Regions from separate parts of the Mus musculus genome. Here all the other regions are linked to region 2. A link is a contact called in public HiChIP or PLAC-seq, Micro-C and promoter capture Hi-C data. All regions are on one chromosome and are shown on one strand. The core of a region is the stretch at or near the end of the contact, and the rest is flanking DNA. Distances in the headings are between cores, read along the strand shown.

Region 1 (5,076 bases), core at 2,351-4,850, 390 kb after region 2:
TCTGCTGTAAAACTAACTCCTCTCTCTCTCTCTCTCTCTCTCTCTCTCTCTCTCTCTCTCACACACACACACACACACACACACACACAGAGCGCTTTCCCTCTCAGTACCCTCGGGATTCCCTGTCCCTCCCACACTGAGCCCAGGACCTACTCCCTCTGTAACAACCCCATTGCTCCTTCTACTCTAGAACATGAGTGATGAGATATGAACCTTCAAATCTTGGTCCCTCATCTCAGACCCTCTCTCCCAGGCCTTTCTTGTGCATGTCCTCTTTTAGATAAGCCCTTCCTCTCAATCCCTCAATTCATGCCCAGCCTCCCTGCACCAAACACAGGGAAGCACCTGCAGACTCTGTTCTCCTAGGAAGAGAGCACACACACCCGCACACCCCGCTGCCCCTCTGTGACATCGGAAGGGCAAGCCAGTGGGACTCCTCAACCGACCTCCACCTCAACTGCACTTCCTGTCGGCCTCACACATTCCCACAACTCTCCCCTCAACTTCCTTCATCAAAATCTCTTCACCCGTTCCACAGTCTGCAGCTGAGCAGCTCACACAGGTCCTGGCCCTCCTGCTTCCCCACTCTGTACTGTCTGCTGGGCTGCTTCCTTCTGTCCTTGAGCTATTCAAGGCTTCCCCATGCTCAAGGCAGGTAGACTCTCTGATCCGAGTGGCCCACATCTGCACTGCACACCCATCCCAGGCCTACAGGCAGCCCCAAGGCACACACGGGAACTCTGAAGGCTGATGAAACTACTCTAACTTTGACTGTGCTTGTGGTTAATGATTTTTTTTCAATTGTGTGGAATATGGGTGTACTTAGTGCATGCAAATTTTATCTTAATAAAAAAGGATAGAATAAAATAGTTCCAAAGCCACTCAGCCCCATTATGTCTGATACTAACATCGTCACCTTCCCCCAAGTTAGTTCCTTCTCTTATGACCTCTATTTCCAGTACTGACACCATTACACAACTTCTTCACCATCTAGAACTCTGACCCACATATCCTACCTGTATATATTCAGTCCACACGCTGAGTTCTATGGTCCCTCTGATTCTACTACCTGTGACTCAGGTCACCCTGTCCTTAAAGGCTGCCCCTCCCACCCCTTCACGCCCATTCCCATCATACAACCAACTAGAGAAGAAGCAGGATCTTTGAGCGCCCCCGCCACTACCTCCTTTCTCACTGGCTCTCCCCAGTTCTTGACTGTTAACAGGAATGTTAGAACTATTCCCAGTTGCCAAGCCAAAACAACACTTATAATATTCCTGTCTAATTTTGCACACGGCTCTGGTTTCGACTGGCAAAGAGAATGACTCAGGGTCCGTGGCTCTTAACGGAAAATTATCCTGCCAAGCTGTGAGCCTCCCAATAATAAACCTCTCTTAAGAAGGAAGTGACTTCCCTTCCAGGTCTTTTTCTGTGGGTAACAAAGGGCACCCCAAAACCCCTACTTGGAATGCTCCTCCTTCCCCAGCTGCAGAATCCTGGCACATTCCCACAAAAATACAAATTCACTGCAAAGGCTTCGGATATTTTTCTTTTCCAGTGCATCATCTTTCATCTTCTCCGAACAGCCATCATTTTAGGACTTAATACTAAATTCTAGGTTCCACAGAAAGCAAAATGTAGACCCAAAAGCAAAGCCTCTCACTCTACACAAAAGAAGAACTGGACCATGGTTTCTGGTGCTAATCAACAACAAATGCATTCTGCAAACTGCGTGTGTGCAGACACTGCACGGAAACACCTGCATGTGTGTGCATGTATACGTGTGGTGTGCAGCCAGACACTCCCTGCAGACACAGGCATGCTCTCCTTCCACATTACAACACACGCACATGGCTAAGCAAACTGCGTGGATAAGAACAGTGCGCCCTCAGAAAGTCTCTTAGCCAGCATTTAGCGCCCACTTGTTTGCTCACCGTTGAAGAACCATCCTATGGTGGTTCCCTGTGCTAACCCGCCAAGGCTCCCAATGTTCCTAGGGGCAGAAACTACCAGTTTTCCACATCTTCATAATTTGTGCCTACTTAGTCACATTCATCAGGCACAAAGGCCCAGGGTTTCAGCCGCCAAGTCTCCCTCAGAATGTTTCACCCCTACCACCCAGTGCACTCAGGGTTTCACCTTTAAAGCCCCCACCGAATGCCTTCCACCATTTGTTTACAGCAGTGACTGTAACACTGTCTTAAACTTCCCAACTACTTGTGGGCAAGTTGCACAGAGGTCCTGGCAGCATGGGGTGACCCTGTCTAGAGTCCTGCCTGCATAGTTCTCAACCAAATTTGCTCTTGGGGGTATTTTGCAATGTCAGGGGACATTTTCAGTTGTCACAATTGGTGGGATTGGGTGGCCGTGGGGGTGTCACTATTTGTCTAGTAGTACAAGCCAGGGATTCAGCTACACACCCTGCATAAGATAAGCAGGCACAGTAAACAAGATTAGGTCCAACATGTTAATAGTCTGGAGTTGGGAAGTTCTGTCTCAGGTGGTTCATTAGCTCAGAGAATGCACAGATTGCCTGCCTCGCTTTTGCTTTGTGTCACCTGGTCCACAAGTGGTCACAATTCAGCTGTCTTCATTATTCACAAGGCTAAATATAGCATCCAAAGCTACCCTCGGAGTCGTACAGACACTGCTCTTGTAAGCCAACAAACCCCTCTAGCCTCTTCTCAGAAGTGCCTTCCTCACTCCAAATGTTTCCCAACAACCTCCCTGCCAGCATGGCCGCCAGCCACAGCACAACTGGATGTCTGTCATGATCACTAGTCCAAATCCTCCGGCAAGAAGGTTGGCCTGACACACCCCAGCTCCAGAGTCCCGTTCCACAGACACCAAGTCCAAGTGAGCCTAAATCAATTTTCTACAGTGCTGCAAGCCCAACCCAGATTGGATGTCTGCACACAGCCTCTGCCCCTTCAGGCTGCCTAGCCAATGAAGGGTCCCAGAACCCAGACCCGCCCCTACAGCGTTCTCCCTCTGTCCCCTCACACTCTGAAGGTGGCTTGGTTGAGTTATGTGACAGCTTCTGTGCAAGAGAGTGCAGGAGCTGTCAAAACTGGTAGTGTGGCCATCAGTGTCTGGGAAAAACAAGAGGACGGACCAAAAAGAAACGAAGAAAAAGGAACAAGGAAGGGACTTCTTCCCAGACTTCACCCCAGCCGTGAAACCCAACAGCTGGCTCGGGCTTAGAAGTTGTAGTTCTGACACAAACTGCAGCCAGAGCACACAGTTCGAGGGTCTGAGAGTTCAGAACATTATTGGGAGAAAGGCAGCCACGTGCGTGGACGACGCAGAGGCCACAAGCAACCCTCTGCTCGCTGAGCCAGACCCGGGTCGGGAAAGGGCTGCACCGTACGCAGGCCGCACTGTCACTTGAAAGTATAAGAAGGGACCCCGGGGTGCTGAGGTTAGCAGCGGGCCGGCAGGCGACAGCCTTACCGGGCTGCAGGAAGGTAGCTCCTCCGTCCGCAACGCAACGCCTCCGCGCGCTCGCCCCGCTGCGAGCGCTCCGCACACTCTCCGCTTCTGTTTACCTTCTAGCCCGGGTGCGCACGCCGCGCTCCGCTTGCCCCGCCTCCGAGCCCTCCCATTGGCTGAGCCGCTGTTTGTTAGCTGCCCCGATGCCACAGGACGCAGTGGGAGCGTGCTTACCGCGTGCGCAGCTCACAGCCAATAGGGACTGAGGGTGGAATAAAAGCAACCAATGAGAGGCCGCCCTTGAAGGCCGCGGTCCCTAATCTGCCTGTTAGCTGTCTTTTCTCCCGGGCAGGGAAAAAAGCCTGCAGTTGTTCTGCGCCTGCGTTCTGAAGATTGACAAGCGTTCACCTGGCAGCCACGTGAGGGTCGCCTGGGTACCGACGCTAGCTCAGCTTCCTAGGGGTCGGGCCGGGAAGACCTCAGAAGTTTTGATGGGACCACAGAGGAACCCCCCAGGCCCCCGCCCCAGGACCTAGACTAGGCCCGGGTTGGTTTTTTGGTTTGGTTTGGTTTGGTTTGGTTTTTTGCCATGTGATGAGGCTTCTGCCTGGGTTCCTCCAAAAGCACTTGGCCTAGGGAAGTGTTATGGCGCTGACACCAAAGTTCTATACCCTTCAGCTCTGTATTTAGACTAATTGTGCTTGCTTATTATGAGCGCCAATAAAAAAACAATCCTTTTCCAAGGTGAAAAACAGCCCTGAGGAGTGCACTCAACACACACAACATTGACCCACAACATCCCTAAGGGACTGCTGACCCAGAAAAGATAGGGTTGCGACAGGTCCATGCCACCTTTGTACCAAATGGGAGAAAATACCTAGCCTTGGGGCCTTTCCAAGATGCTTCCGTGCCAGCTCAGCCCTTTCGCCCAGCAATGCTAGGCCAGCTTCCCTCTAACGAACCTAAGACAATCGCTCGCTTCTCCCATGGTTTATTTTCCGTTTTTCGACAGATTGATATGATTTGGACCATGTTTCAAACAAAACAAAACAAAAACTCTGAAAGTATTCTCTATGCTTACTGTCTCCACTTCTTTTTCCATCCTTCTCCACAAAATCAATCTAATAAGGCTTCGATAGTTCGGATCTTGAATATTTTTTCCTCAAAGACCACTTTGGTCCCAAAGGGAAGTAGGCATAGGGAGGCTGTCAAACATTTAGGAAGTATGGCCTGATGAAAGAAAGTCACATCACTGAGGTTGTGACTTTATAGGGAATATTAGGACCTGGGAGCCTTCTCTGCTCCCATGAGAAGCCAACAGCTACCATGAGGTGAGCAGCTCTGCCCACTACACCATCCTACCATGACTTGCTGCTTCATGAGAGACCCCAAAGTCACAGCCCAATGGACCAAGGCCTAAATAAATCTTTCCTATTTCTAAGTTGGTTATCTTGAGTATTTTGCTGCATTATAGAAAGCTAAGGCTTTTCTGTTTAAAATACAGGCTTTAAGCATGCAGATTGCTAGTCTGATCAAAACTGAGATGGGCTCTGCCATTATTTCTTGAGTCTCTCTGCCCAGGCTTATTTCTCCAAGACTCCCACTGTCTGTACTCCTATCCTTGGTGTTAGTCCCTGGGGTTGA
Region 2 (4,628 bases), core at 976-3,475:
GTGGTGGCGCACGCTTTTAATCCCAGCACTCGGGAGGAAGAGGCAGGCAGGCGGATCTCTCAGTTCGAGGACAGCCTGAGTTCCAGGACAGCCAGGGCTATACAGAGAAACCCTGTCTCAAAAAAAAAAAAAAAAAAAAAAAAAGCCAAAAATAAAATAAAATAATAAAAAAAATAAAGTTAGGATCTATGCTTTATTTGTTAAGTGGAGATCTGTGCTCCAACTTTAAATGTTTACAAATAATTAGGTTGCCTTACAAACTGGTAACATTTTACTACTAAATTACTATGTGGTTCCCACCTGTAATCCCGGTTATTCCCTGGGCTGAGGCAAGGACAGAGAAAAATTCAAGGATCCCCTGGCTACAAAGTGATAAGTGTCTCTCAAGAGTAAAGAGCAGGTCCTCTCAGAAGCAGGTTCTGCGCCTAACATGTGCGAGGCCATCCTCAGAACCACTAAAACTACAAACTAAATCACGGAATGTAGTCTCCCCATAGCACAAACATCACCGCTTGAAATAGGTAAATTCACCCAACAACGTCTGTCTTCTGGGAGGCTGACAGTTAAAGACAGTTCTTAAAGCCCACAGATTCTTTAGTATATCAAAAACCAAATTATATTTTCTTCTAAAGAATCCACGCTCTTTAAAAAATGTCTCCAACTGTCTATTAAAAAAAAAAGCACCCAAACTCAGCGACTTGGTTAGATCTCAGTGGCGGGGCTCGAGCTTAATAAGCTCGAGGTGGTAGCTTCGATCACTGGCATCAAAAATAAACAAAAATAACAACGCTCACTTTCCTATAACAACACACCTCTAAGAATGGCTGCCGTTTGCTTTAGGAACCGAAAAATCACAAGATCCCATGCTGGGGACACAACTCAAGTGGTGGAGCGCTTGCCTGACATGTGTGAGGACCTGGATGTGATTCTTCACGGTACCAAAAAGAAAGGTTCCACAAAGTCAACAAAAACCACCTGTCTCAAAAGGACCATGTGTGTACCTATCAATTCAAAAAGCAGAGTCGACTCTCCAAAAAGTCAACCAAAGGCAAAAGTCATGGGCCTTACAGCTCGCAGATGAGCTCCGGACACGGTTCTCTTAGATGTCCTGGACCAGATCCACTCAGCCCTGTGGCCCGCTTCGCGAGTGAAACTTTTTCCCCCGCCCAGGACTCACCCGAGCCAAGCACAGGACCATGTGGAGCTCACGCCAACGCCGGAGAGACTCGGAGCGCCCGCGGCTGTCCGCGGGGAACGCCCCACAAAGGTCTCCATCGCTCCGCTACACCCTGACGGCCCGGGGTCTCGAGTCAGACTCGTCCCGGGGGGCGGAGATCCCGCCCGCGGGCGCGGGAGACGAGCCCGGAGGCTCGACTCTGCGGCCATGTGCCGGCACCCGCCGCCAGGGTTATGTAACTAACGCCCGAGCGCTGGAACGAGCCGCACCGGTCGCGGCTCGCGGACGCCGCTTCCCCGCGAGGCGGTGCGCCCGGCCTAGGCCCCGGGCCTCGCCGCCCCGGCCGCCCCGCCCTCGGCGCGCGGGCCTGCGGTTCCCCACCCTACCTGAGCCCGCGGGCCAGGCCGCCAAGGGCCCCGGCGTCGCTGCTTCCGTGCGGTCCGTCACAGCATCTCCCGGGAGACACGGCCCGGCGCGCGCCCCGGGCCCGCGGAAGCCGCTTCTCGCTCAGTCTCTCGCCGGTCCCCTCAGGCCCCGGGTGCTCCTTCGCCCAATCCCGGCTTCGAACTCGTCCCACCGCCCGCGCCGCGTCCTCCCCGCTGGCGACTCGACTTACTGGGCTGGCACCGCTCGGGCCGCGCTCTGCGCATTACCCCGGGCGCACTGCCCGAACCCCACACACACAGCCTCTCCGCCCAGGGAAGGATCGTGGCCAGGGCGGGGATCCGATCGCAGATCGCGCTGCGGGGCTCGGACTTCTCGCGAGGGTTCCGGCCTCTGGCGCCGACTCCGCGGGAATTTTCAAACTTTCCCTACTAGGCCTTTCGCAAAGGGAGAAAACCGAGACGACGCCGGGAAGAAAGATTCATTTACGTACAGCAGGGTCTCTCCGCCTCCTAGGAGCAGATAGGCGAAAGACTACAAGTCCCATAGGGCTTTGTGCGCTGGGCGTAGTGTAGGGCGTGTCCGGCTTTGCGGAGCAAGGGCCGGCCTAATCTAGTGGCGGTTCCTGCTGGCAGCCAAGCGATAATCTTTCCGTCTATGACTGCTGCTCTTGCCTCCGTTTTTTCCGTTCTGTGCTCCAACTCTTCAAGGAAACGCACACACACACACAAAACCCAGACTTACTGAGAAACTCTTACTCTCATTTTTTTTTTTTTCTCAAAAAGCAGAGAGTTCAGGTCGCCTAGCCTAATCTTTTGTCATATATCTGACGCTGGGTAATTCTGCTGGCAGAGCTTCGTGCTTGGCATGCACGAAGCTGTAGGTTCCATTATGCCAAACCTATGTTTTCTTTTCGATTTGTTAGTATTGAGAGACGAGGAGTTGGGCAGACCCTTAGTAGACAAACAGGGACATGAGCCATGGCGAATTTCCAAGATGGCCAGCTTTTTTTAACCTCCTGATTTGAGACAAAAACCTGGCAAGCTTTTATCATCTACCTGCAGGTCACCTGCTGATGGACTGGTTCAATAAGTTCAAAGCCTGATTAGAACACGTTACACAACTGTAGTGGACCGATCAACCATCCATCCTTTCTGCCTTCAAACTGACCAACACTAAAGTAGGTCAGGGAGGTTTTAGAGGTTTTACAACCCCCAGGCCTCAAGAAGAGACTGGATTTTTCAGCTTCTCAAATCCCCTCTCTGTTTTGTAGAAGGTCTTTTTCTCTGTGTGTTTACTGCCTGCAATAAACGCCTTTTTAACTGCTAATTCTGCTACTGCTTGTTGTGCTTTGCCTTTTAACTCTTCTAGTCTTAACAGTTCTTTTTTTTTTTTTTTCCTTTCAGTTTGTTCTAGACATGGTTTCTCTGTGTAACAGCCCTGGCTATCTTGGAACTCTCTTAGTAGATGGGGCTGGCCTCAAACTCACAGAGATCTTCTTGCCTCTGTCTCCTGAGCCGTGGGATTAAAGACCTGAACCACCCTTTCATTCTTTTAACTATCAGTGAAAACAGATCCAATCAAGATCCCTAGACTGTATCATTTCTAGACTGTATCATTTCTAGACTGTATCATTTCTAGACTATCATTTGGAGCTCATCTTTGGGCTTTCTTCTGTAGACTATCAGTATCTCTCTTTGAAGCTAGACCCAGCACCAAAGAATTTTCAAACAAATGAAATAGAATGTGTCTTTATTACTGAGTTGTAAGAGCACAGGCAGAATCAGGAGGATCTCTGTGCGTTCAAGATCAGCCTGGTCTCCATAGTCGTTCCAAGGCTACATAGAGAAACCCTATCTCAAACAAACAAACAAACAAACAAACAAACAAACAAACAGAAGGGGGAAGAGAGAAGGAGAAGACATTAGTAGACTGCTTTAATCAGGAAAGCCTGTCTCTACTACTCTCTCTCTCTGCACAATTTTTGAGATAAAGCTGCCTCTTAGAAATAAACTGTTTATCTTTGTGACTTTTTCTTTATTCACTGCAAGATGTAAAAGTGTGCTAGTTTGCGCAAGGTATTATTCTAAATTGTGAGAGGAAGAAGTTAGACAAGATTTTGCAGTAAGTGTTGTGTGGTCTGGTTCTGTTTTGCTGGTAGTGAATGGGGTGTGTGAAGACTGTCTCATGTGCACCATTGGCCTTAAACTCAGTGTGTAACTGAGGATGACAGTCAGGGCTGGGGTTACAGGCATGCACCCCTTTCCCAGTTTTAGGTGGTTCTTAGGATCAAATTCGAGGCTTCATGAACGCTAAACAAGTACTCTACCAACAGAACTACATCCCCCATCCCTCTTTCTTATGAACTAATTTTCTGTTTTCAAACAGAAAACCTGCCTTTGTCCTACACCCATGTTAGTTTCCATCCCTGCCTGCCTTCCTCTTCTGTCTATATTCCCATCCTTTGGAACAAATTTCCTTCCATATCAGACTCCTTGGTAGTAAGAAGAAGATGGATTTTCAGCCCAGGAATTCTACCACTGAGCTTAGTAACTGGGGAATCAGGTGACCTTTTGGGCGTTTGTTCGTTAATCATCTGCAGAGCACAGAGGACTGACACAGAGCACAGAGGACTGACACAGAGCACAGAGGACTGACACAGAGCACAGAGGACTGACACAGATTCTTTAGGCTGAGGATTAAAAGTCCAGGGGTGGGGGTGGAAAGAACTGGGCGTGGTGGCACACACCTTTAATCCCAGCACTCGGGGAGGCAGAGGCAGGCAGATTTCTGAGTTCGAGGCCACCCTGGTCTACAAAATGAGTTCCAGGACAGCCAAGGCTACACAGAGAAACCCTGTCTCCAAAAACAAAACAACAAAACAGTTCAAAGTACTGGCTGCTCTTCAAGAGGACCAGAATTGGACTTTTCGTTCGTTTCTTTTGTTTTTAAAGGCAGGATTTCTCTGTGTGCCCCTGACTGTCCTGGAAATGGGATTAAGGTCGTGTGCCACCACAGTCCAGCCCAGAATTGGATTTCTAGCACCTACATAGTAGCTCACAACCAT
Region 3 (4,674 bases), core at 2,155-4,654, 340 kb after region 2:
TTTAGCAGGTAGGAACTAGAGTAACAGCCCTTAGGAGCCGAGAAAGCTCAGCAGTGAAATGTGGCTAGAGCAGAGGCTGCTCCCTGGAGCTGTGCGCTGTCTGTGTGTGCAGCCTGACTCTCGGGCAGGTGGAGGCAGAGACCAGAGACTCTGGAGGCTCAAGGGCCACCTGGCCTGGAGTACACAGTGCAGCAACAGAGACACCAAAACGCTACCTCCGCATGATGCCAGAAGAGAGCGTCCCTGCTGTCCACATGAGTCCTATGGCACCCGTACTGTCCTTTCCCCACAGTAATAATAGTATTTTTAAAGAGGTGGGAGAAAGGGAGATTTGAAATGATAAAGAATTCAGGAGAAAACTGAAACTAAAATATTTCAGAAACATAAGCTAAATCCTAAATTCTAAATCAGACAAGGTCTAAGAGACAAAAGATGAGTTTCTCATTTCTATCAGTAACTGAGGAAGAAGTAGAAAGCATCAAGTGGGTGGCTAGCAAAGACCGGCAGAAAAGAGCCAACGTGTGTGATGATAAGGGTCCCTGACACATCACATGCAATCAGAAACACACAAAGTTATAGTCAAGAAAAACTCATAAAGTAACCTTGAGGCTGAAAGCACACATCCATGCAGCACCCGTGAAGTTTGTCTCTGGTGCGTGAGGAGCCGCAGCTCCACATGGGTGCACAGTGGGAGGCGGAAGGACTGACTCTCCTGTCATGTATTTTGCAGCGCAAGACTCATCAATTTTTCGTGAAGTCTTTCACTGCCCCTACCAAGTGTCACCAGTGCACCTCCTTGATGGTCGGTTTGATAAGACAGGGCTGTTCCTGTGAAGGTAAGAAGCAGCCAGGAAAAGAAAGCTCTTGTTTATGACAGTACTGTTGCTAACAGGGCACATGGGCTCTAAGCAGACCATGCTCAGTGGAGTTAACTCTTATCCGACCCATAGTGAAAGCATGTAGACCACAACTCCACATGCTCCCGCCCTTCTGTATGTACCTTTATAGCCACTGAAACACATGGTTTCAGACGATTGGTAGAATGCTGCCATTTACAGGGCTGGGGGGATGGCGAAGTGAATGAGTGCTAACCACTGAAGCAGAAGGGCCAGAGTCAGGGTCTCCAGCACACATGTAAAGGACTGTGGCCCGGCTGTGATCCCAGGCCTCAGGAGGTACAGGTAGGAGACCCTTAAGGGTACTGGCATGCTGGACCAGTTGAACTGTTGAGCTCCAGGTTTGATGAGAGACTGGACCTCAAAATCAAGTGGGGAGTGGAAGATGGAAGAAGATGCCTGACATCAACCTTGGATTCCATATCATCACATACTGTGAACATGCAAACACATATACATACATGCATGCATACCACATGCTGAGAGAGCATTGAGTAGCTAAATGTCTGTTATTAACTCCTGGAAGGGGATTTCAGGGCTGATGACAAGTTGCCGTAGGATTAAAGAGCTAGAAACCCTCCAGAGAGCTCTTCTGTAGGGCTGTGCATAAGTCAGCCGTGGTACTCACCAGGTTGGGGTTGTTGGGTTTTTATCTATTTGGTTCTCACTTTGATCACTAGTATTAAAGAGAATAATAATATAAATAATAAAAATATTTACTACCTCTCATGAACTTCTGAACGGCAAGCAACTGGATTTGTTTCCCCTAGTAAAAAGTGGTTATTTAAAATAAAATAGAAAAAAAGCCTTTGTCTAACATAGCACCACGCGTGCAATTAGTGCCAGTGAATTTTTTTGTTGTTAAAATGAAATTTTATCTAAATTGTCTCCTTTTTTTTTTTCCTCCAAAAGTCTGTGGGTTCTCATGTCATATAACTTGTGTGAACAAAGCCCCGACGGTTTGCCCAGTTCCTCCTGAGCAAACTAAAGGTCCACTGGGCATAGACCCCCAGAAGGGAGTTGGGACGGCGTATGAGGGTCATGTCAGGGTAAGTACCTTGTTTGTCACTTAATAAACATAGTGCTTAAGAGAAAAGTTAATTACTCGAACTCATTTAAATAATATTTTAACTAGAGTCATGATTACATGCAAATGAACTCTAGAATATCACAAACTGTTCTGTCTTTCTGTATCTCGAGATTTGCAAATGTTGCAGTCATCATAAAGGAGTCTTGGGGCTCTGGTCTTACCTAAGAGGGAGGGTTAAGTTAGGAACTATGACGATGTTGGTTTGCTAGCCAGAGTAACACGCACAGTGTGACCTGAGTGTCAGGTTCATCTTATAACCATGTCTGCTTGTTACGCTTTTCTCTAAAAGCCATGAGTGACCTGCATTTAGTGAGTTGTCAGTTCAGAGCCCTCAGAAGCTGCTGGGAACTACAGTGTTCCCACTTTCCCCTCACTGTTGGCCCCTTGTCACTCTTGCAGTCTTAGCAGCGAGAGAGCAGGCCCAGGATAGGCGGGCGCGCACAGACTTCAGGTGCCACCTGCAGCTCACCATAATTCTCATTTGAGTTTTGTCTGTTTGTTTGTCTGACTGAAACTGAACCAAGATCCCTAAGCCGGCGGGAGTGAAGAAAGGGTGGCAGAGAGCACTGGCTGTGGTCTGCGACTTCAAACTGTTTCTTTATGATATCGCAGAGGGAAAAGCATCGCAGCCCACCTCCGTCATTAGTCAAGTGATTGACATGAGGTAAGGGCGAGGAATAAAGACAGATCTGTCACAGCAGCGTAGATCAAGGTTTATGGTCTTTCTTCTAGGTTACTATGTTTTGGTAAAATAATTTTGTGTCAGTTTTCAGGTTTAGCCCTACAGCTACATACTAGAAAGTTAAGGGTGGTTCTAGGGCAAGTTGGTTTGTGTCTTGAGTATGTGGAGTCAAAGTTGACATCTAAAAGACCAGTTATGTAGTAAAAGAGTCCTAATTATGCGCTGTTCAAGTCATCGTCTGAAACTGCAAAGTGACTGAGTGTAAGTGAAGGGGTAACTCTCCCACGGCCCCTGGACAACGCACTAAAGCAGCCAACACCTGAGAGTCTGTCTCCCTAGCACCACTGTCCAGACTCTTCGTGTGCCCTCAACACCTCCCTCCTTTCCTAGAACCTCGGGCATTGTCCTGGGGGTGGTTATTTTCTCCCACAGCTTCAGGCATTGCTTCTGAATGGTGGGTCCCACTTGTCTCCTATTCAGGCACAGCCATTGCTAAAAATGCACATTCCCCCTATGCCTAGTATCTGAAGCACAGTGAAATACACAGGGAATATCAGCAAGGGCGATGTGGCAGACCTGAAAAGTGAGGAGCTAGCGCTAGCAAAGGGCCATTCCTCAGCCCACATGGTCACGGATAGCCTGGACAACAGCAAGACTGTCTGTTACAAGGAATGCAAGACGGAGTCAAGACTTAAAGGCAGAGGGAGTAGGGGACTCATGACTCATCGCAGGAGCAAGGAGTAAGCCACTCCTCACAGTCAGGGGAGCAGACACAGCACACATGAGACTCATTATGGCAGGCAGGAGAGTCATTAGGAATTCTGGAGGCTAACAAAAGCTGCTTCTGGCTGTGTGCTTCCTGGTCTTGTGTACCTTTGTGGGTCACTGTTATGTCTGGTGTAATGCACCACTGCCAGGTCACTCCTGATGAATTACCTTGAGTACTGTTAGTCATTATGTAGGGGAGTCTTGTACTTTGTTTTTTTGTTGTTGTTGTTTTGCTTTAAATTGAGCTTGGGTGTTTATACAGTTAAGCTTTGAGGATTGCTTTGTATATGTTATTTGGGTATATAAGCAAAACCATACACACACAGCAACATGTAACAACCTTAAATGTTTAACTTTTATTTCAGAGATGAAGAATTTTCTGTGAGTTCAGTCTTAGCTTCTGATGTTATTCACGCAAGTCGAAAAGATATCCCCTGTATATTCAGGGTAAGTCTATGAGTCGAAAAGATATCCCCTGTATATTCAGGGTAAGTCTGTGGATGACTGAGCACATACAGGCTTTGGGTTTGTGCACATTTGTTTGTGTGCACACATGTTTGTGTGCACATGCATGTGAAGGGTAGACGGTGACATCAGCTATCTTCCTTGACTGCTCTCCACATTGTTTACTGAGATGGAGTCTCACTGAACCTGCTGCTAGCAGCTGTAGCTAGTTTAGCTCGCCAGTTTGCCCCAGCCATTCCTGGCTCTACCTCTGGAGCTCTGGGGCAACAGACAAACCCACCTAGCTCTTACCTGGGTTCTGGGGATCCAAACTCTGACCCTCAGGTTTGTGTAGCATGTGCTTTATCCACTGAGCCAACTCTCCAGCACCTAATTACTTGTTTTTAATGAATATATTTTGCTACTCTGTATAAATCATAAAGTTACTGGAACAACACCTAGACCTAGTACTCATTTATGTATCCGTACCATCCATGGATGCAAAATTGTGCTAAGACTTGTAGAATACATCAGTGTTTCTAAAGTATTCTTCATGTTCTATAATGTTTTTGAGTCCCAGTTAACCTCTAAATAAATATTATCTCATGCAGTTCTTCAAATTAAAAAAAAAAAGTTGCTCTCTATAAAACTCTCATTGTAAAAATTGTGATTCAGTTGTCTACTTCTTTATAACAAATATTCCAAAATGTGAATAGTGCTCGTCTGTCTCTGTTGTGTATGAATCTTACATCCAAGGAAGGTCAGAGATTAAACCTAGTCTCTCACTTTCCAGG
Region 4 (4,603 bases), core at 762-3,261, 290 kb before region 2:
TTTTTTTTTTTTTTTTTTTTTTGGTTCTTGAATCACCATGGTTCTCGAAAGAAAAATGATAAAAGTCAGGCTCATTGTGTACTTTATTCTGGAAAATGGGAGATTCTTTCTAACGTATGACTCAAAATCAGCTCCAAGACAATATTTGTACAGAACTCCAGTACTTCATAAAATATATATATATATATATATATATATATATATATATATATAGCAAAATTTTTAAAAAGAACATCTCAGCCAGGTGTGGTGGTGCATGCCTTTAATCCCAGCACTCAGGAGGCAGAGGCAGGCAGATTTCTGTCTCGAAAAACAAAAACAAACAAACAAAAAAGAACATCTCAGGTTGAAGAGATGGTTCAGTGGTTAAGAGCACTGGCTGCCCTTCCAGAGCACCTGGGTTCAAAAGACAATCTCTGATCATTCCATTACTAATTTGTCATTGTTTATGATTAAATGCACCTGCTCTACCCACTGAGCAACACAGCCTTCAAACTATGTCTGCAAGGAGGCTTACATCATCTTTACCACTTAATGCTTTAGGACTTAAGCAGTAAGCTCTCTGCCATGGGGTGAGGTACATCTACACTCTAAATAGCCTACAAAGTATGTAACACAATGAAGGAAGAGTCCTGCTTTCTCCAATTAGTCTGTGAGAAGGGGGTTCGTGGCATTCGAGGCCGAGTTGTGAAGGGAGTGAATTGCTTTAACCCCACAAACTTCCCGCTGCTCTTTCAGCAACAAATCGCGTGCAGGTGTGTGCATGTCATTTCGATCACCACTTGAGAAGATAACAGATAACATTATTATTTGCTAACTTTAAAATGCAAAGCGAAGTCTTCAGTTATAAACTAAACAAGAATATTGTGGAAGCCGGGCGTTGGTAACAGCAAGACTTTGGGACGCAGAGAAGGCCAGCCTAGTCTACAGAGCAGCTACAGAGAAACCCTGTCTGAGGGGGCGGGGACTGAGGAGGGAGGAGAGGGGAGCGAGGGGAGTATCCTGGAATGTATAGTAAAGCTAGACTCCCCACCTCTACCCACCCCAAACACAGAGGGATGGGTCTGGAACCTACCTACCTCAGAGTCCTTATCCCAGTGCATGGTGGGAACCCGATGTGTGCGGACGGAAGTGTATATGTTACACAACTCTATAAACAGTAAAGCACCCTCCGCTGACACCGTGCTTCCAGACTTCGAAACACTGTCACATAAACTGTTGCATCTACACAGAGGTGGTGAGTTACATTTGTCCGCACAATCTCTAGAGGGCAAAGCACACCGCGAGTCCTACGCTCCTAGAGTAGACTGTTTGCATCTCTTATTTTGCTCTTTTGTTACACGGTTAATTCTCATTTGCTCCAGTCCTTAGGGATGTCTCATTCATCTTCCTAAACCCAAGCCACGTAAAATCCAGACCAGCAAAGTACAACATAAACACCAGGCTTCTCGCTCCTCCCGCAAGACAGGTCAGGTGGGGCCTCAGTTCTGATCCTGACGTACACACCCCTACTCCTTCCCAGACTCACACCCCCCTGCCACTTCTGATTTCCACAACCAATGAAGCTCGTTGCACAGGCTTTGAATATTTTTGTTCCCCAGCAAAATTATCTGCCCGACGCTTCCCCTTCATCTGCACCACTGCCTCCCCCAATTCCCACCGCAGCCTAGGGTGCTGCAGACACCCCACAGAGCTGTGCCCTCGAGGCCCACCCCCACCCGCAGAGCCACGCGCCCCGGGCTCAGGTTCCGTACGTACCCCAGTAGGCAGCGATCACAGACTACGCCACGACTCCCCTTGCACACAGTGTAAGCCAAGGGGTCGGAGCGGAAGAGCAGCTCCCCGGGGCGCAGTGGAGCCACAGCACGCAGCCCGTTTCCCCGGTTGGCAGTCGTGAACTTTTCCACCTTCAGTGCCTCCATCCTTCCTCAGATCCACACCTCAGATCCGAACTGCGTCCCTCAGCTTGAGTCTCGTGTTTTCTGACTGCGCGCCTGCGTCCTGCGCTTGCGTACACCAGGGGGCGGAGACGAGCGCGCAGGTCCTGTGAGCATGCGCAGGAGGACCTACTACAGCTCGGGATGGGGTGGTGTATTTCCTCCTGTATTTTATTCCGCGCTTTTTTTTTTCTTTTTCTTTTTCTTTTTCTTTTTGAGACGGAGTCTCACTATGTGTAGCAAAGACTGATCTGGAGCTCTCTTGATAGACCAAGGAACCTCTCTATTTAGACCTCGAACTCACAGGATTCTGCCCGCCTCAGCCTCCTCAGTTCTGGAATTCAAGGTGTGCTCCACCACGCCCAGCTTATTATGCAAATTTTAATGCATAGTGAAAAAAAAAATGGTAAGAGCCCATGAGTGGTGGCACACACCTTTAACCTCTGCACTGGGGAGGCAGAGGCAGGAAGACCTCTGAGTTTAAAGCCAGCGTGGTTTATAGAGTGAGTTTCAGGACAGCCAAGGCTATACAACAGAGAAGCCCTGTATCAAAAAAAAAAAAAAAAAAAAAAAAAGGGCAGTGGTTATCTGTATATTCAGCATCTAGATCGAAAAATTCTTAACATCTGCAGGGTTTTTTTTTAAGATTTATTTACTGTTATATGTAAGTGCACTATAGCTGTCTTCAGACTCACCAGAAAGGGCATCAGATCTCATTACAGATCTGTGGTGAGCAATCATGTGGTTTCTGGGATTTGAACTCAGGACCTTCAGAAGAGCAGTCAGTGCTCTTAACCACTGAGCCATCTCTCCAGCCCAGCATCTGCAGTTTTGGATCACACCTTCTGTATATCTATCTATATGCCTATATTTTTTTATAAACCGTTTTAGAGTTATGTTTGTTGAACCCTTTGAAATAATGTTGCAGTCAGGTCTTGAACTCAGAAACCCTTTATTCTCTTCCTCCTGAGTTCTTGGATTATGGATATACAAGCAAAGGATTATGGGTATACAATGAACAAGCAAAGGAGTAGGCACAAGACTGCCTAGGAGGGTCAGCATGATCAACCAGTTCTGATGCTCAGACTCAGCTATATGAGACCTATATCAGACCACACAAAGCTTTTTAAAGACAGCGTCTATTGTGTATCTCTGGCTGTCCTGGAACTCTCTGTGTAGATCAGGCTGGCCTTGAACTCATAGACATCCTGCCTCTGCCTTTCCTGTATACACGTCTGTGTGCCTTCTGGGAACCCCAGCAAACACACAAGTGGAAGACTAGCCTCAGTAACAGAGAAATCCTGCTTAAAACATCTTTTTCTATGAGTGATTTCTTACTTCAATCCAAATATTTTGTTGGTTTGTGACCATGCCTCACAATTTCGCCCTGGCTGACCTGAAAAATCTCTGTGTAAAGCAGGCTGGCTTGGAATTCGGAGATCTGCCTGCCTCTACCTCTCTGCCCCACCCACCAACCCTGTCCCTAATCCTGCCCCTTGCCCCACCCCTGCCTCTCTGCCTCTGCCCCTGCCCCTTCCTGTAACTTTAATTTTTTTTTGTTTTGTTTTGTTTTTTTTTTTTTTTTTTTTCGAGACAGGGTTTCTCTGTGTAGCCCTGGCTGTCCTGGAACTCACTTTGTAGACTAGGCTGGCCTTGAACTCAGAAATCCACCTGCCTCAGCCTCCCGAGTGCTGGGATTAAAGGCGTGCGTCACTACTGCCTGTAATTTTTTTTTAAAGTCTATATTTAATGATGTTTTTAAAATGTTTTAACCTCTCTTGAAGCCCACCACCTACTTGAGGTAATGGGAAAGAAAGGATACAGCGGAAGTGAGCCAGTTTAGATTTTTTTTTCTTTTTTTAGTAAATCTTATTTATGTTGTCAGGAAATCAGTAGGTTAGTTTATAGGCATCAGTATCGACAGCTCAATCATAAGCACTTTATGGATATATTAGTAGTCTAGTTAGGTAGAGTCAGGACGGTAAATATGAATCAGCAGCAATGGCACTATCTAGTAGAGGCAGTCAGGCCTCAGCCTACTCAAGAGTCAGTAGGAGGGACCCAGACTGACGTCAGCAAAGCGTTCCTTCAGGAGTCTACCTTAGCCTTTCATCTGTGTCCACTTCAGGAAAACACTCCTTCACAGGTTTCTGCCAGCAAAACACCATCCAACACAACTGACTTTCAAAAGAACCCTTAAGTTTCCACTTCCTGCCCCTGCCCCTGCCCCTGCACCTGCCTCCATCAAAGGCATGTGCCATCACACCCAGAAATATTCTTTTTTTTTTTTAACAGATCTTGCCTGAGTTTATTTGTAAGAACAGCATAGGACACTGGTCATCTGCAAATAGTGTGTGGGGAGGTGTGTCACAGCAGTCCGTCTGTCTTCACACTGGCAGGAGCCTTTTCTATGGGGCCTTCACAGGGGCCTGGGCACCTTTGGGGGCCTGAGCACCTTTGGGAGCCTGGGCTGGAGCTGAAGCCTGGGCCTTAGCTGGCGCTTTGGCCCCTGCCTTGGTTTGGACCTTAGGCTTCGGTTGGCAGAGCCTCTGACCCTTGGCCATGTAGCTTCGAATCCGCTTCCCAAGCTTAGGGTGAGCGATGAAAGCCAGCCGCTTGAGTTTGGGGCCTTTTGGCATCTTGGGCTTGATGGCCTGAAGCTTCAC
Region 5 (4,561 bases), core at 264-2,763, 420 kb after region 2:
AAACTAATTTGGCACAGCAAAGCACCCCCACCCCGGGGAGGGGAGGGTGTTTGCACCACGTTTACAGACAGGTTTCAAGATGGACAAGAAAACACAGGAAGAGACAGTGAGGTGACACAGTCGGTAAAGACATTTGCCACAAAGCCTGACCATCTGCGTTGAGTCCCTGGGGCTGATCCAGTGGAAGGGAGGAACAGACCCCTGCATACTGCCTCCAGCTTCCAGATGTGTGTAGCTGCTCTTTGCTACTTTGTGGGGGTCTTCTTTTTCCCATTTTTTTATCCATCTCCAACCCCGCTCCCCGACTACTAACAAACCCTATCCAAATCCCCTGAGTCCAACCCCGCCTCTCTGGGCCCTAGCATTAATACCCTCTGAAAAGTTCCCAGAATTCTAAACACCACACAATTGTAGAAACTGCAAGAGCAGGAGGAGCCTCAGAGTCAGCTGCTGTGGACAGTCGGAAGCAGCCCCACACCCTACACCTGGGATTAAAACGATACAGTGATTCTCTATTTTTAAAAGAAAGCAAAATTTCAGAACTGTCACTACAGGTTTGTGCCATGACACACACACACACACACACACACACACACACACACACACTGCAGAATGATATCATTTCTATAAAGCAAAAAACAACAACAACAACAACAAAAAAACAACCATGCCAACGTCTAAAATAAAACCAGCTGGAGTACAAATTGACTTCACGCCTATCAACAGTCATCATGGATGAGGGAGGGCTCTGCAGTGGCCCACCCTCCCCTGAGGAGTTACAGACAGCTCACAGTCCCTGGGGGACGAGTCACATCCCTTGGTCCTGGAGCGACCAGTAACTTGTCCTTGCTCAGATAGATAACCCCTCCCACACTTGTGCAGGTAGCCCTGAACAGTAATGGGACACAAAGAGCAAGACAAGACACGAGAGTAAAGGAAGAGGACTTGGTGAGAAGAAGGGTCCTTTCGGAAGGGGGTCGGGAGGGCGGGGAGAGAACGGGGGAGAATATAATCAAGGTATATTATACATGAAATTATCAAAGAATTTTTTAAAGGAACAGATTGTCCTAAGAATGGGTACAAAGGCAATAGGATTGATATCTTTTTTTTTTAATCACTTATTTCTGAGACCAATAAGGAAGTTATTAGCTGACTGGCTCCACAGGGCGGGGATGAGGTTTGCAGATCTGCTCAGTGTCCTTTCCAGGACGTTTGGATCTCTCTTGAACTCCTGGGGTTTTTGGTTTTTGGTTTACTGGGTTTTGATGTTGTTTTGTTTTGTTTTGGGTTGTTGTTGCTCTTGTTTTGTCTTTTCCACTCGTGTGCTGGGTCCTTCTGCTGTGAAGAGTTCAGGTCGAATCTACTCTAGGATCTTTCTTTTCTTCCTCGTGACACTTCCACTTCACTTCCCTCAGAGACTTGTGTTTTCCCAGTCCTAACACTGTCTTAGCCAGGAACCGCGGGTCCTTCAGGGACCAACCACGGCTCACCTTGCTCCCCACGCCCCGCCCCCGCGTCAGCTCGTTTACACGGTGGGGCGGGGCACACCTCTATTTCCACTTTCGGCGCTGAGTGTGGCCTCTATCCTGGCTAGCCTTTTCATAAACATCTCCTCGAGCTGCTAAGATCAAAACATTTACCCAACCTTCACCCTAGAACTACTCTGTGGAAGATAAACATTTCCATAATTGACAGTTGTAATGGGCTTTTCTGTTTTCTCCGCCGCCGCCACCGGTGCTTTAATGGCGAGGAATTATCCCGGCATCCTCAGCTGCTCTCTGGTCTCCCAGGCTCTGCTCTGTATCAGTTACCAACTTCCAACATGGTGTCTGATATCAGCAGCATGTGTCCCTGCCCTGCTGGTCTTCTTGGGTCTCTGCTGTGTCTCAGGTAGTGCTACGGGGGAAGAAGCGCCACCCTTGCTCAGTACCCAGCAGTTACTTTTGGAGCACAGGGTTGGGGCTAGCACACACACCTGGGTTTTCTCTGCAGCCCCAGCAGGGCAGTAGCTTCTGTGGTCTCACGTCCCCACCCAGAGGCACTTCAGAGACTCAGCAACCTGTGCCAGGCTGAGGCAGAGAGAAGCTTGCCTGCCTTTCATCGCAGGCAGGAACCGGAAGCAACTCTGAACCCAGGTGGCCCCCTAGCCCTTTGGCTTTCTGGCTTCTACTAAGGACGGACATCTGTCAAAGCAACCACTCAGCTTTTTAGCAACTTCCTTGCAGTATTTCTGACCCCACATACAACCTACCAAAGCCATAGCCAGGGATCTATGTGGTTCCAGCAGGTTTTGTCCCAATACCTCCCAATGCCCTGTTATGGAACTTTTTAGTTAAAGAACCCAGTGCAGAGAGGCCAGGCAGTTAAGCTTGGTCAGGTCAAGATATTTGTGCAGGAACAGAAACCCTAAGACAATGGGTTAAGCCCCGCCCCTAGCCCCTCTCACTACACAGCGGAGAACAAAGGGGCCAAACACCAGCATTCCAGCAGGAGCATCTGTTTATTGGTATCATTATTAAGCCACTTCCCAGCAGTCACTGCAGAAATAAGAACAGGACTTGGCTTCTAAGGTTCTAAAGTAACAGACATCACAAACACAGCACTGGGGACATTCATGACTGCACACGGGCTTTCCACCTCTGGTCAGGGTGATGGCGCCTCCTGGTTCCCACAATGCACCTGTTCCTTCTGATCATCCCTGGAGACTTACAGACGTGGACAGGGGCCTGCATCCTCCCCAACCTGCTCCACACACGACCTCATCCCTGAAGAGACGCTTGCTTGCTGAGCATCCAAGCATCCCACCGGCGCCACAGATGCTCCGACAGGCAAGCTGCAGTCTGGTGACAAGACAGGTAGCACCGAAGGGTGGCTTCTGCTTCCTCATCACGAAGTAAACACGACACGTTTTTATTCTTTTTTTTTTTTTCTTCTTCTTCTTTTGTAAGGAAAGAAAATTTCTTTAAAAAATATATGGCACTAGAGTGTAAAACTATACACCTGCATCCAGTGACGCCCCCATAGCTCTCGGAGCCTCCGCCTGGCTCCTGTCAGATGTAGAGCTGGTGGGAGGCCAGAGTGTCCATGAAAGGGCGCACCAGGTTGTCTGTGGAGAAGTAGAAGATGAGTCCAAAGGTGATGGAGATGGGGAGGGCGGGCAGAGCCTTCTTGAACACAGCAAGCAGCAGGAGGGTGAGACACAAGCCCTGCAGGAAGGACATCAAGGTGAGGGAACTCGGTGACATGACCTTGTGGGTGGTGTAATCCTGAGACTAGCCCGAACGGCCACAGACATGTGCTGTCTCTTAGAGATATGCAATTGCCCCTCAAGATGCACGGGGCAGGGCTCCCCCCCACCCCAGTCAGGACACCTGCATATTGGTTACTAGGTGGACAGAGCCCTGGACAGGCCATAGGGCTTCCCCATCTAGGGACAGTGGGCAAATAGATGGTGGGAGCCTCTCTCCAGGGACTGGAGTTTTGTTGTTTTATTTTGTTTGCATTTACAAGAGACCCAGATGAGCTGAAATGAAACCCTCTGAGATTCTCAGCAGCAGTCACCAATGAAATCATAGGTGTTGTGTAAGCCGTCCCTTTGGAAGCAAGCATGGTGGTGGCCGTTTCTACCTCTACCCTTGGTGTCTAGGGTGAGGGCAAATCACCAAAGTGCCTGCCCTGCCCTTGGAACAACGGGTCCCAAGTCAGACAGCATGGAAGGGGAGGAACCCCAGGTCTGTTATCCCATCCCTGACACACATGTGGACAGAGACAAGCTCTTCTGGTCACTGGACAAAGCACCAGGCTCCCACCTAAGGGCAGCACAAGGTGCTGCAGCCTTCTCAGGGACTCTTCTGACATCTAAAAGAAGCATCCTCTAAGATGACATTGCAGGGTATGTCTCCCAGCTTGAGTGCCAACCATCAGAGCCTCCAGACTACTGCTGGGGTTGGAAGACCCAGGTTTCAGCATCCCTTGGGGTCCTGATGGCACTGAGAATATGCAGCTGTGGAATGGGAGGGGAGACCTTTCCGCTCCTCCCTGCTTCCATGGGTAAAAGCCTTTGGCTATTTCATCACCCATAAATCTCAGACAATCCACGATCGGAGGAACCAAGGGACAAGGGCCTAAAGCTCTCATCCAGGTCCTGGCATAAGATACATATGGTGAGTGAGATCCAAGCCTCCCACTCCATCCCGGGTGCTCTCTCTCAGGAGGGAGCACACCTTGGACACCCCTCCCCTCGATGCCTTTGCCCTAAGAGGGGAGACAGCAACAATAAATGACCCACGAGTGCCCACACCCACCACACAGCCCACTCACAATGAGGATGGCGATAAAACAGGCCAGCGTAGTGTTCCAGTCTCCGTTGCCAGTGGCTGCAGCCTTGCCCACCAGGACGCTGTAGAAGATGAAGTCTCCCAGGCCGAGCTTCACGCCCCCTGTGTGGAGAAGAGAAAGTGGTCCCTGTCCAATCCAACTGATAGGAAACCTCGGCAGGAAGCAGGCAAAAGAAAGAAAAAAAAAAAAAAAAAAGAAAAAAAAAAAGGAAGTGAGGGGCCAG

What was found. A called contact is a pair of places that touch in the nucleus more often than the background predicts. HiChIP or PLAC-seq counts read pairs in DNA pulled down with a chosen protein or histone mark. Capture Hi-C pulls out chosen DNA fragments and counts their contacts.
Region 1: a Micro-C map of muscle stem cells shows a contact between it and region 2, with 8 times the contacts expected there. The contact joins the promoter of Coq8a here to the promoter of Ahctf1 in region 2. A contact is called at or near these places in 17 of 39 promoter capture datasets (the 3T3-L1 cell line, the C10 cell line, the HPC-7 cell line and 11 more), 2 of 484 Hi-C or Micro-C datasets (embryonic stem cells and muscle stem cells), 27 of 115 datasets of contacts at active chromatin or transcription factors (the 230-238 cell line, CD8 T cells, DN3 thymocytes and 19 more) and 3 of 9 other capture datasets (adipose tissue, embryonic stem cells and pancreatic islet).
Region 3: a contact with region 2 is called in an H3K27ac HiChIP or PLAC-seq map of epiblast stem cells, with 3 times the contacts expected there. The contact joins the enhancer-like site here to the promoter of Ahctf1 in region 2. A contact is called at or near these places in 14 of 39 promoter capture datasets (the 3T3-L1 cell line, 3T3-L1-derived adipocytes, the C10 cell line and 9 more), 1 of 15 datasets of contacts at CTCF or cohesin (the NIH/3T3 cell line), 20 of 115 datasets of contacts at active chromatin or transcription factors (the 230-238 cell line, the SCID.adh cell line, bone marrow-derived dendritic cells and 14 more) and 3 of 9 other capture datasets (adipose tissue, liver and pancreatic islet).
Region 4: a promoter capture Hi-C map of liver shows a contact between it and region 2. The contact joins the promoter of Smyd3 here to the promoter of Ahctf1 in region 2. A contact is called at or near these places in 2 of 39 promoter capture datasets (liver and pre-B cells), 8 of 484 Hi-C or Micro-C datasets (B cells, CD4 T cells, CD8 T cells and 4 more), 14 of 115 datasets of contacts at active chromatin or transcription factors (the 230-238 cell line, the SCID.adh cell line, bone marrow-derived macrophages and 6 more) and 3 of 9 other capture datasets (adipose tissue, liver and pancreatic islet).
Region 5: a contact with region 2 is called in an H3K27ac HiChIP or PLAC-seq map of extraembryonic endoderm stem cells, with 2.9 times the contacts expected there. The contact joins the enhancer-like site here to the promoter of Ahctf1 in region 2. A contact is called at or near these places in 18 of 39 promoter capture datasets (the 3T3-L1 cell line, 3T3-L1-derived adipocytes, the C10 cell line and 10 more), 2 of 484 Hi-C or Micro-C datasets (ECoMG myeloid progenitors and adipose-derived mesenchymal stem cells), 33 of 115 datasets of contacts at active chromatin or transcription factors (the SCID.adh cell line, astrocytes, bone marrow-derived dendritic cells and 18 more) and 3 of 9 other capture datasets (adipose tissue, embryonic stem cells and liver).

The regions. Positions count from the first base shown.
Region 1 is chr1:180,192,420-180,197,495 of GRCm38.p6, forward strand. Coq8a (coenzyme Q8A) reads right to left here and starts at 3,601. Exons shown (of 15, transcript NM_023341.3): 1 at 3,454-3,601.
Region 2 is chr1:179,801,790-179,806,417 of GRCm38.p6, forward strand. It overlaps Ahctf1 (AT hook containing transcription factor 1), which reads right to left and starts at 2,226. Exons shown (of 36, transcript NM_026375.2): 1 at 1,564-2,226.
Region 3 is chr1:180,135,922-180,140,595 of GRCm38.p6, forward strand. Cdc42bpa (CDC42 binding protein kinase alpha) reads left to right here. Exons shown (of 37, transcript NM_001359541.1): 23 at 731-836; 24 at 1,809-1,945; 25 at 2,511-2,650; 26 at 3,802-3,883. Among named protein-coding and RNA genes, the nearest start is that of Gm38331, 10 kb to the right of the region's middle. Within about 2 kb of position 3,405, at least 33 of the 459 cell types and tissues checked have an H3K27ac peak or open chromatin away from gene starts, as enhancers often do. A contact at or near this core is called in epiblast stem cells, pancreatic cancer cells and second pharyngeal arch cranial neural crest, where this site is marked.
Region 4 is chr1:179,516,030-179,520,632 of GRCm38.p6, forward strand. Smyd3 (SET and MYND domain containing 3) reads right to left here and starts at 2,012. Exons shown (of 12, transcript NM_027188.4): 1 at 1,759-2,012. The coding sequence starts at 1,922. It also overlaps the pseudogene Gm5561.
Region 5 is chr1:180,224,523-180,229,083 of GRCm38.p6, forward strand. Psen2 (presenilin 2) reads right to left here. Exons shown (of 11, transcript NM_001128605.1): 10 at 4,321-4,439; 11 at 2,482-3,206. The coding sequence ends at 3,051. Among named protein-coding and RNA genes, the nearest start is that of Gm37336, 4.4 kb to the left of the region's middle. Within about 2 kb of position 1,514, at least 272 of the 459 cell types and tissues checked have an H3K27ac peak or open chromatin away from gene starts, as enhancers often do. A contact at or near this core is called in ECoMG myeloid progenitors, the SCID.adh cell line, adipose tissue and 14 more, where this site is marked.